Regions from separate parts of the Mus musculus genome. Here regions 2 and 3 are each linked to region 1. A link is a contact called in public HiChIP or PLAC-seq and promoter capture Hi-C data. All regions are on one chromosome and are shown on one strand. Each heading gives the region's core, a stretch centred on a gene start, on an enhancer-like site or on the middle of the called end of the contact. The rest is flanking DNA. Distances are from core to core; before and after follow the strand shown. Region 1 holds the start of Efhc1 (EF-hand domain (C-terminal) containing 1). Region 2 has its middle 39 kb from the start of Gm32947. Region 3 has its middle 53 kb from the start of Tram2.

What was found. Promoter capture Hi-C pulls out the DNA fragments that hold promoters and counts their contacts. HiChIP or PLAC-seq counts read pairs in DNA pulled down with a chosen protein or histone mark.
Region 2: a contact with region 1 is called in an H3K27ac HiChIP or PLAC-seq map of trophoblast stem cells, with 13 read pairs. The contact joins the enhancer-like site here to the promoter of Efhc1 in region 1. A contact is called at or near these places in 25 of 39 promoter capture datasets (the 3T3-L1 cell line, the C10 cell line, the HPC-7 cell line and 15 more), 3 of 15 datasets of contacts at CTCF or cohesin (embryonic stem cells, hippocampal excitatory neurons and pro-B cells), 78 of 484 Hi-C or Micro-C datasets (3T3-L1-derived adipocytes, the 4T1 cell line, B cells and 56 more), 30 of 115 datasets of contacts at active chromatin or transcription factors (the NIH/3T3 cell line, SST interneurons, astrocytes and 19 more) and 4 of 9 other capture datasets (adipose tissue, liver, macrophages and 1 more).
Region 3: a contact with region 1 is called in a promoter capture Hi-C map of liver, with 4 times the contacts expected there. The contact joins the enhancer-like site here to the promoter of Efhc1 in region 1. A contact is called at or near these places in 17 of 39 promoter capture datasets (the C10 cell line, the HPC-7 cell line, HPC-7-derived erythroid cells and 11 more), 2 of 484 Hi-C or Micro-C datasets (adipose-derived mesenchymal stem cells and cranial neural crest), 2 of 115 datasets of contacts at active chromatin or transcription factors (bone marrow-derived macrophages and embryonic stem cells) and 4 of 9 other capture datasets (adipose tissue, liver, macrophages and 1 more).

The regions. Positions count from the first base shown.
Region 1 is chr1:20,950,042-20,953,746 of GRCm38.p6, forward strand. It overlaps Efhc1 (EF-hand domain (C-terminal) containing 1), which reads left to right and starts at 1,585. Exons shown (of 11, transcript NM_027974.1): 1 at 1,585-1,755. The coding sequence starts at 1,693. All of the region lies in intron 1 of Gm51618 (a long non-coding RNA gene), which reads right to left.
Region 2 is chr1:21,152,601-21,156,305 of GRCm38.p6, forward strand. No RefSeq gene overlaps it. Among named protein-coding and RNA genes, the nearest start is that of Gm32947, 39 kb to the right of the region's middle. Within about 2 kb of position 2,136, at least 6 of the 459 cell types and tissues checked have an H3K27ac peak or open chromatin away from gene starts, as enhancers often do. A contact at or near this core is called in trophoblast stem cells, where this site is marked.
Region 3 is chr1:21,130,802-21,134,506 of GRCm38.p6, forward strand. No RefSeq gene overlaps it. Among named protein-coding and RNA genes, the nearest start is that of Tram2, 53 kb to the left of the region's middle. Within about 2 kb of position 1,755, at least 3 of the 459 cell types and tissues checked have an H3K27ac peak or open chromatin away from gene starts, as enhancers often do. A contact at or near this core is called in liver, where this site is marked.

The DNA of each region.
Region 1 (3,705 bases), core at 335-2,834:
TGGATTTAATTGAAATGTTTCAGCAAAGTCTTCGCTATGTTTGGGTCAATTAGTAGAAGCTAAAAATTATTTTGAGACTGTTTGAAACCTGAGGAAATGTCGTCTCTCTCTAGAGAATCTGCACTTGGTCCTATGTGAGAGCTTGCAGCTGTACCAACCTTGGTTTTAAGGTGCTCCTAGCAAACCTGGAGTTCTTACTTTTGATTATAGCTAGCAGTGATCAAAAGGCTCGTCTGCTCTCATGGGCAGCAAAGGCAAGATAACTTTGGTAGCTAGAACCTTCCCAGCCCCAATTAAGCTTGTATAATATTTGAACAAAGTCACTGGAGTGAGCTAGCGGGATGCCAGCCTTTTCCAAGAAGGATGAACCCTCTTGCCCCTTCAGAAAATGAAGGCTTAGCATCTTGGTAAGCTTCTCTATTTACTTCGGCACCTACAGCCAACATCAATCAATGTGTTTATTCATTCCATCAGTTCTGCTCCTCTAGGGAACCCTGACTAATGCAGCTGCCATCTTAACTGGTGGCAGCAAATGACCCATGATACTCTCCCTCAGGCTTACTACTCTACCGTTTCTCTAAATTCCTAGGTCAGAAAACATGTTATAAAGACCAAACTCCTAGGAAATTTGAGACATAATGGAAAAAAATCTCTGGGCATCTTAGCTTCCCTTTTATTTCCCCATGCTGACAGACTCTTGGTTTCTTTCTTTTCCTGATGATCTTTCAGGAATGGGGTCACTTTTTTTTTAAAGGAAAAAAAAAAAGTTGTCCAGAAAATGCTATACTCTGCAGTACACATGACCCTGACAATATTTCACTCCCCTGAATTACTTCTTTCTCATGACTCGGTCTCTCTTTGAAGGTTCTCTCTTCCTCTGTGGTTCTTATGTATCACTGATGCTATAGCTATAAAGCAAGGACTAAGGTAGGCGTAGGCACTCTCCAGCTTTTCAGTCAACAGATACCCAGTAAAGTTCTGAGACCTCAGCACACAATCTATAGGAATCTACGGTGGAACAGATAGCTAAGAGGGGACCAGGAAGCCGTGGAAAGACTGGGGCTTCAAATCGGATCAAGTCTGAGCAACGAAAATGCAGTCGATTATAATCTAATCCACAGCCCTTGCCTCATAATTTGATGAGTCTGAAGTATTTAGCGCTTTCACTGGGGAGCAACCACTGTACATTGTGTCTGGACTAGGACAGCAGCTCTTTCCCCAGAGAAAGGGTGCCTGAGCTCTTGGGAGGACTAACGTGGAGCAAGGAACTTCTTTGTAACAACTGATCTAAAGGGACGTGGTCCAATCCCAGACCTCACTGCGCGAGCCAAGGCCTAAGAACATCCGCTTTCTTCAGCCCACCCCTAGGTTGCATCCTCTGGGAGCCAGGAAGTGGGGGCTGAGGAGAAAGGGAAAAGTATGGGAAAGAAAGGGGGCGGAGCCGCCTCTGCCACACCCATTAGCCACGTCCTGTGGCCACTAGAGTCAGTAGTGCTGTGCGCAGGCGCAGACCTGGCCTCCGCCTCCCTTTCCCCGCCCCCTAACATCCTCCCCTCCTCCCCGCCGCTCCTCCCCTCTCTCGACTAGTGTGTTTGGCGTTACCAGGGAGTCTGGAGAGGCCCGCGAGTGCAGTTTGTTGCCAGGGTAACCCGAGCGGCAAAAGGCAACCGAGGTGGCAGCTGCAGGGCAGCGATGGGGACCAACCCGGTGCACGGCCTGCCCTTTCTCCCGGGCTCGTCCTTTACAGACTCCACGGTGAGGGCCAGCCCGAAGGGTTCTCCACTTGGCTCGCCTCTGCGCTCCTTCATTCCGCAGGCTCCGTCGTCCTCGCGCATCCCAGCCTCTGCCGATTTTGCTTGGCCTCTTGGTAGTCCACTCACCCTCCTGGGTCCTCACCGTGGCCCTGTTCTTTCTTTACTGCCCCATCTACCTGCCTTCTGGCCCGATTACCCCAGGCTGTCTCCAGGCCTCTCCCCAGCTGCACTGTAACCCTACTCAGCGCCTTCATCCTCTCCTACCGTCTCTCCACAGCAGCCTCATTCTGGATTTGTCTCACCGCTTCTGAATCCTCAGGGTCACTGCCCTTCAACCCCTTTCCTCTATGTGTATGCATCTTTTCCACGTACTCCTTTCCTGACGGGTCCCCACCCCAGTCTCTGGCCTTTTGAGTTAAGGGTCACTTTTCTCTCCAGCTACAGCCTTCCCTAGAATTGAATCCCCCACCTCCCGCCGCCCCCACATGCTGGTTTTCTTGTAGTTTTTCTCTGTAAAGCATTCTTCCTCCTCTCCTTGTATTTCTTCCGTCTCAACCATAGGAATGAACCACTTAATGTTTCTCTTTCTGTAGCCCGTGTGTGTGTACTTACACACATGATTCATTTTCAGACTGTGTGTGTGTGTGGGGGGGGAGGTTGTTGTTTTATCTTGTCTGCAGCCTAGGCTGGCCTTGAACCTGAGAACCACCTGCCTCGGCCTGCAGACTGCTTGGATTAAAGACATGCCAACACACAGGGCTCCCGTTCAGATTGCATTTTACTCCTTTGCCCCAACTGTTTATAGTCATCATCTAGATGAAATTAAATATTAAATTAAATAAAGTCCAGGGTGGCGATGCACATTCGTAATCTCAGCTTTCAGGAAGCTGAGGCATACGGGTGGCCAATTTGAGTCTAGCCTGGGCTACATAGCTAGTCACTGTCTCCAAACGACAGCAGATCCAAACCAGACAGAACAGGAGCTTCGTGAAAAGGAAGTGGCTCAGAGGATAAAGCACTTGCTGCTCTCATAAGAGGAGTGGAGTTCAGATCCTTAATACCCAAGCAAGACGCTTAGCTAGACTGACCCTTACCTGATGCAGCCTACCCATGCCAACTTTGGTCTTTCATATGTATTTCCACATACATGCAAACAGGCATGTGCATATACACTCATATCCCCCCACACACACATGCTCAGAACAAACCACCCCAACAACAACAAACACGTCCTATCATATCAAAGCCAAGTGATAACAGTAATTTGGGTTCTTAGTTTCCTCCTAACATAGGTTAACTGTTTGTTCATTTCTTTCGACACCAGGTCTCAAGCAGTCCCAGTTGACTTCACACACTATATAGTCTGGGCTGATCTGGAACTGATCCTCTGGGCTCCTAAGTGTGGGGTTACAGGCAGGTCACCAAAGACAGATCTTTGTGTCAGACAAACACTCTAACAACAGAGCTACACTCCCAACCCTAACTCTCAAAAGCATTCGGCATTTAAAAAAATTATCAGAGTTACAGAAGTAATTCTGAAGAGTCAACATTAAGATTGGGTGACGATGACCATAGGTAAGCCAGTGGTCATTTGTATTTATACGGTTTAATGATTCAGACTCTTACATTTCTCTTTCCATTTCTTAAGGCAAATTATTTCATCTACTTGTTTTCTAGGGGACACAGATTTCAATTTTAGTTGAAAATGTGGTGAGACTCTCAGACTCTCTTCTAGTCTTGTATTAAGATGGTCATCTTTTAAAGCTACAAGCTCATTCAATGTGATTCCTGTTTGTTTGTTTGTTTGTTTGTTTGAGACAGGGTTTCTCTCTCTTTTCACCCGACTAGCCTGAAATTTGCTGTGTAACTTAGCCTATCCCCAGACTCACTATGATCTCTAGCCACCATTTCTCAAGGACTGGATTAAAAGAAGTCTGGCATATGGTGCCTG
Region 2 (3,705 bases), core at 886-3,385, 200 kb after region 1:
GGTTTTTGGGTTTTTGTTTTGTTTTGTTTTGTTTTGTTTTTTGAGACAGGGTTTCTCTGTGTAGCCCTGGCTGTCCTGGAACTCACTTTGTAGACCAGGCTGGCCTCGAACTCAGAAATCCGCCTGCCTCTGCCTCCCGAGTGCTGGGATTAAAGGCCTGCGCCACAACGCCTGGCTCTAATCTAAGTTTTAACACATAATTGGTTACCTCTGCTCAGGTTCAAGGCATTCAGGTCCTGGGGCCAATTCTCCCGGTTCCTGAGAATTCTCTGTCCCTGCCAGATGTCCTACCTTCCATTTCCTGCTATAGACCAATTGGCTTTTTTTGCCAGGTGAACGTCTATGCACACATAAGAGATTCCTTCTTCACTTCATTAACAAATACTCTCTCCAGCATTGTGTGGGAACAGAGATATATCTTAAGTGCTGCAAAGAAAGTAAAAACTGAAGGGGAGGGTGAGGTGGAAATGGGAATCTCAGGCCCAGAATGATATAGTAGTCATGAGAACAGTCCAAATATAAAGGGGAGAAGAGTGTGTATGTCTGGGGGAGGGGCATTGTATAAGTAGGTGTTGACTCAGAAGTGATGCAGCACAGGGACAGTGTAAGTGTGTGTCTAAATTCCATAAGGATGCATTAACCTCTTGTTACTGGGTGATGTGGAAACCTGAAGAAGAAAATAAGTTAGGATATTAGAAAATAAGGAATATTAAATTTGTGTTTGCAGACTGAAGTGTATATGTGCTACATTGCCCAAAAAGGGAAGTTGGGAGGGGTTTAGACCATTCGAGGGAAGGGAGCCTCGTGCATCAAGGAGCACTATGCAGAATGGGAGTGATTGCTCCTGCTTGGCCAGCAACTGCGTTTCGGGGATGAGGAGCAGTCCAAGGTCAGCCACACATTCTCACGGGCCAAGAAACCCAAAGATTGAGAATGGGTAGAAGCTACTGAAGAAGGAGCAAACATTGGCAAGGCCTGGCTTCCCAGAGGGTTCTGGGAGTTATGTTTTAAAAGCATTAGATTTATCCTGGAATGGTGGTGCAGGCCTGTAGTCCCGGTCCTCAGGAGGCCGAGACAGAAGTTCATGAGTTTTAAGGCAGTCTGCAACATATATTCTCTCTTTCCCTCCCCCTCCCTCTCTTCCTTCCTCTATCTCTTCCTCTCTCCCTCCCCCGCCCCCTCCCCCCACCTGTCTCTCTGGGATTAAAGGCATGTGCCACCACTGCGTGGCTGTGAGAAAACGTTCTTAACTTATCTAGACTTATCTAGACACTTTGGAGAAAACATTTCAACTGGTTGCTAGGGTAACAGCAGGATGCTGGGACTCCAGGTGGATGCCCAGCATTGGAGAAAAAAAAATTGTTTTTTGGATGTTTCACTCTCTTTTTCTTTATCTCTTATCTAATTTTCCTATACAGACTTTTCCTGTACAATTATTTTAAGCAGAGATTTGTGGGGATTTTTTGCTTGTTTTTGTTTTTTTGTTTGTTTTTGTTTTGTTTTTGTAAAGAAATGTAACTTAGAGTTCTTTTGGTAAAGATGAATTTAGTACTATAATCCTTCTTCCATATTTTTGGAGTGGAGAAAAAAAATAGAAGAAATGAAAAGCAAAACAATCCAAACAAACAACCAACCAACCAACTAACCAACCAACCAACCAACCAACCAACCAACCAACCAACCAACCCATAGACAGTGCCATTCCCTTCCCCATTCGCTGAATCCAGCCACAGAGGAAAGAAACGACCATTCTCAGTGAACCACCAGAAACAAAGCATGAGGTCCTGAAAGAGCCAGGTCTTCAGAGGACCAAGGCTATCCTAGGGCTCTGCTCACAGAATGAACCATAGTGGGCTGCCCCGACACCAAGACAGATTCAGTGGCTAAACTAACTCCTTTCCACTGAAAATTCTAACTGAAACAAGTTGCACATTGCAGTAAAAGACACGAAGTGTTGAAACAGACACTACTGTGTCAGACGTGCCTGGCTGCTTCCCTGGAGCTCCTGGGGCCTACATTCGACTCCTGGAGGGTTTTAGCTTCTCTGGGTAGCTTCAAAGAGAAGAGAGAACACTCGGTATTGACACAACTCAGCTTTGCGATAATCCAAGACAGAACATGCTATTCAAGAGGCTGAATTGCCCAGGGGAACCAAAGAAACAGTGAAAGTCAGACTCAGACACAGCGGTGTCTGATGACTAAGGGTAGGAAGCTGGTTGTTTATGGGGAAAGTGTCTTTAGAAGGGGTCACATCCCGACACGTTTAGAAAAGGGAACACCCTGCTTGGCTTCGTGCCTTGGGCATTGATGGAGCCTCGGCGCAAAGACAACTGGATGTGGTTCTCAGCAGCTCGTGTTTCCTTCGTGTCAGGGATGTTGTTTAGCTCTCGATGAGAATTTTGTCTTTATCAGCATCTTTGTTCAAAATCCACCCCTCCCCCCAAGCAATCAAAAGGGAATGATCACTTTGGGGTGTTTTATATCAGGACTCAGCAGGCCCTTCTCTCCCGGGAATCTCATGTACAAACAATGTTCTCATTGGTCCCTGCGGTCCTCATCAAAGCCAGACTCGAGAATGGAAAGGTCCTGGAGTCTATTTTGTGTTGGAGTCACTGGCTACGTTTGGATGCAGTCACACATCAGAGCCACTTAGTACTGAGGAGACAGAAATAAAAGAGCCTGCTGTTCAAGTTCCTGGGACTTTCTAGCATGCAGACTGTAAGTGGATCCAGTAATTTATGTGTGGACCACTGAGGCAAAGCAGACAGCAGCCCTTTGAAATTCGGGGTTCATCCTGTTTGGGTGATAACTACAAAAGACGTCTGTAACTCTGGTTTTAGGGCATCTCATGATGCCCACTTCTGGCCTTCATGGGTAACAGGCTCACAAGTGGTACACACACATCAGCAAACACTTGCACACATAATTTTTTTTTAATTAAAATAACAGTGCCAAGAAAGAAGATGGATTGTAAGGAGTTGTGGTCCTGTGGTGATACTGAGTGAGACTATGCACCGTCATTGTCCCTACTTGATGCACTTATGAAACACCAAGAAATTTCATGAAAATTGAACCATGGAAGAAGGACAGGAGAAAGACCAGTACTCAATGAGTATTTTCCTGATAGCAACTTTCCCACTGTTTCCCACTCCAGAATGGCCTGGCTTGACCATCACGTGGCCCCTTGACATAGCAGTGGGTATTGTCTTGCGCAGAGTGGGAAGGTGGGGGGGGGGACCATATCTCAGATACAGGAGGAGGGAGAGAAAGGTCTGCTTCTAAAAAGGCTGATAAAGTCTCTGCTTTGCCCTTATACCTAGACCTCTGTAACAAAGGACCTGGCTCCCCTCCTCCTTCTCCTCTTCTTTCTCCTCCTCTTTTTCCAACCCCTGCTCCTTCCCCACGTTCTATCCCCCCTCCTCTTTATCCTCCTCGTCCTCCCCCTGATCCTCCTTCTCTTCCTCGTCCTCCCCCCTCTTCTCCTCTACCTCTTTCCCCCCAGATTCCCTCCAGTGGTGGCCCACACCTTTAATACCAGGATTTGGGAGGCAGAGGCAGGCAATCTATGAGTTCGAGGTCAGCCTGGACTACAGAGTGAGTTCCAGGACAGCCAGGGCTACACAGAGAAACCCTGTCTCAAAAAACCAAAAACAACAACCACAAAAAAACCCAAACAAAACAAAACAAAACAAAACAAAACAAAGC
Region 3 (3,705 bases), core at 505-3,004, 180 kb after region 1:
TAAAGGTTTTAAAAGATTTTCAACAGTGGTATTATCAACTCCAGATGAGGGTCTAGTCAGAGAGTCAAACACCAAAAGCCCAAAGGACAAAACCCCAAGTAAACACAAACAAAACAATTAGCTAAACAACAAAAAAAAGAAATCATGGACACTTTCAGATCTACTGAGAAATAGCCTGGAGTTATAGCCCTCAAGATCTGGGCAGGCTATATACAGATATGTATTAGTTTGATAGAGAGCCCAAGGAGTTAAAAAAAAATCTCAATGAGGAACAGGATCAAAATGGTGATTTGAGAAAGGTACCTATCAGAAGAGAGCCACTTAACATGGGAGAGATTACAGGAAGAGGTTATCTAAAGAATATTTAGTCTTAGTTCACTTTGAAACAAAACAAAATTCTTACACTACTGGGGTGACATAAATCAATTCCCAATAAAAACTCAAACAACTAGGGACCTAGGCTTGGCATTTTAGCTTTTTGTGATATTTAATGATGTTTAAGGGACTGTAATTTTTTTGCAACCCACTCCTTAAGTAAACTGTCAACCTACCTTTGACCCCCAAAGTTGTCAAGAGAGATTAATAGGTGTGTTGAGGCAAATTGTTGCAGTAATTAATTCTGACTGGGGAAAATAACATTAGAAGACTCAGAACATCCACAGAATAGAATTTGCTAGTGCCTTCTCTAGCTCCTTCATTGGGGACCTTGTGCTCTGTCCAACGGATGATTGTGTGCATCCACTTCTGTATTTGCCAGGCACTGGCAGAGTCTCTCAGGAGACAGCTATATAAGGCACCTGTCAGAAGGCTCTTGTTGGCATCTGCCATAGCATCTGGGTTTGGTGGTTGTTTATGGGATGGATCCCCAAGTGGGGCAGTCACTGGATGGTCCTTCCTTCAGACTTTGCTCCGAACTTTGTAACTCCTTCCATGAGTATTTTGTTCCCCCTTCTAATAAGGATTCTAAGCTTCTGGGCTAATATCCACTTATCAGTGAGTGCATATCATGTGTGTTCTTTTGTGATTGGGTTATCTTGCTCAAGTTGATATCTTCCAGATCCATCCATTTGTCTAAGAATTTCATAAATTCATTGTTTTTAATAGTTTAATAGTACTCCAAGTACCCAGGGAGCTGAAGGGGAGTGAAGCCCCATAGGAGGAACATCAATATGCACTAACCAGTACCCCCAGAGCTCCTTGGAACTATACCACCAACCAATCAAAGAAAACACATGGTGGAACTTGTGGCTCTAGCTCTATATGAAGCAGAGGATGGCCTAGTCAGTCATCAATGGGAGGAGAAGCCCTTGGTCCTGTGAAGGTTCTATGCCCCAGTATAGGGAAATGCCAGGACCAGGAATGGGAGTGGGTGGGTTGGGGAGTATGGGGAGGGGGAGGGGATAGGGGAATTTCAGAGGGGAAACTAGGAAAGGGCATAACATTTCAAATGTAAATAAAGAAAATATCTAATAAAATATTTTAAAAAATGATCATGACAAAATAAAAAAAAAAAAAAGAATTTGCTAGTGCCATCTATGTGGACTTCAAAATGCCACTTTCTCCAGCATTAGCTGTTCAGGAAACTCATTCTCCCTTGTCTTCTACATTGTGATATCATTTCCAATATTTTCAAAGGATGTAATGTTCTTTTTAACTACAGTGTCAACAGAACACTTGGCAAAACCTTTCTCTGTTATTTGCTCCCATGTCAAAGTTCACGGTGCTATGCCATGGTAACCTTGAGCTGTAGGTACTTCACACGTGGCACTCAGAAGGTCCAAAGGTGGTGTGACAGACACTTTGAGTGAGCAAAGTGTCCCTTTACTCTAAGTGAAAAGGCAAGAACCACAAACTGCCTAGTGTCTTTTCATCTCATGTTATCATTTGTTTAAATTAGAACTTAATTTCCAAAGAGGAAGTTGAAACAAATAGTTCATTGTTCATCAAAGAAAATAGAGTCACACTCAGCGGAGGCATGATAAACAAACTACTAGTTTTTTTTTTCTTTTGTCAGAGTTCCTATGTAGGTAGCCCTAGGGCTAATAATTCCCCCATTTATGCTGACTATTAAGAATCATTTTATAAAATGATTTTTGTAAAACTCTCTTGTGCAGGTTGCTGGGAAACACCTCGCTTCTGCATTGGTGCTACAGTTACACACACATCTTTGATGGTGGGAGCAGAGAAGTTTTGTGTATTGAAATGGTCTTTATAGGCCATACAAATAATGGCTTTCAAAATTATATTTAATGTGAAATGTTCCTGAAAGGAATTGAAATTATGCAGCATAACACAATTCCTAACTGTATAGCTTTTCATTCACACAAGAAAGTGTATCATAATAGAAGAATACCAAACATTATTAATGCTTCAATCAAATTCATCGGTATAATAAGCTTCTTGCTTTTAATTCATTTTGTTTTGATTTTTGGAGACAGAGTCTCACTCTGAGTCCAGGTCTGGCCTTGGACCTGTGGCCCTCCTACCAGAGCTGCCTCAGTACTAGAATTAGAAGATACGTGCTACCACACCTAGCTTAAGACTCTTATTCTTTGTACTAACTAGCTTTTGTGACTAATATATTATGTTAGTTATATTATTATTTAATTTGAGATGTTAGACACAACAGATTAATAAACAATAAACACAATCTATTAGGAGTGAATACTGGGGTAATATCAAATCTGTTTAATCTAAAACTGGAAATAAGTAGCTTTAATATATGTATGCTTTTCACTGGAAACATCTTGTTAATGCTCTATAGAGTAACAACACAGGGTAATCTCGTTTACAAACAGCATCAATACCATGCATGGTCCATATTAAATGGTGGTTTGAAGTCACGAGACAATAGGGAGACTGTTATTCCCAGAAGGGCAACAGACCAGACAGCTGAACAAAAAGCATGACTTTACCAGTGAATTTAAACATTAAAAGGGAAAAAATGTCAACCTTACACAAACTTTTTATAGGAAAAAGTCATGAGATAATATTTAAGAGCTCATTTTATGAGGCCAGGATTCCAGTCATATCAAAAATGCACAAGTACATTATAAAATGAATATTACTGCCTCACACCGTCAAAAGTAACTTAGATGCAAAAGCTGGGATTTCTTACTAAGCACGACAGAAAAAGACTAACACATCATAACTAGATGGGTTTATTACTGGAAGGCTACATTAGCAGTACTTTAAATATGAACTGAGGTGAATTAAGGAGAGAAACATGATCCATAAGGTTGTCTTAAAAGATTTAAGAGAAACATCTGTCAAAAATTCATACAGCTTACATAAAAAGAAGGAAAACAAAACCACCTCCTCCTCCTCTTCCCTCTTGCTCCTCCTCATTCTTATTCTTCCAAAGTGGAAATTTCTGGCTTCTTTGTAGGCTCAGTTGTGTCATGTGACGTTTTTCTTGAGAATCTTATGAGAGGATGTTTTGCTAAAGCATACAAGTGGGAGAATGCTTTGCTGAGAATAGACATGTGGTGTTTTTCTGAAAGCTGCCTGGGAAAGGGCATGTGGTGTTTTGCTGACGAAGATGCTTGAGAGGACACATGGTGTTTGGAAAGTGTAAGTGTATCCCAATGGACAGTGGACAACGTTGTGGCATTGGTTCACCTTGCCACTGGTCTTCATTGGGTTTTGTTAATATGGTCTTCAATGACGACACTGTGGCATTGATTTGCCTTGCCTTCTTCGCTG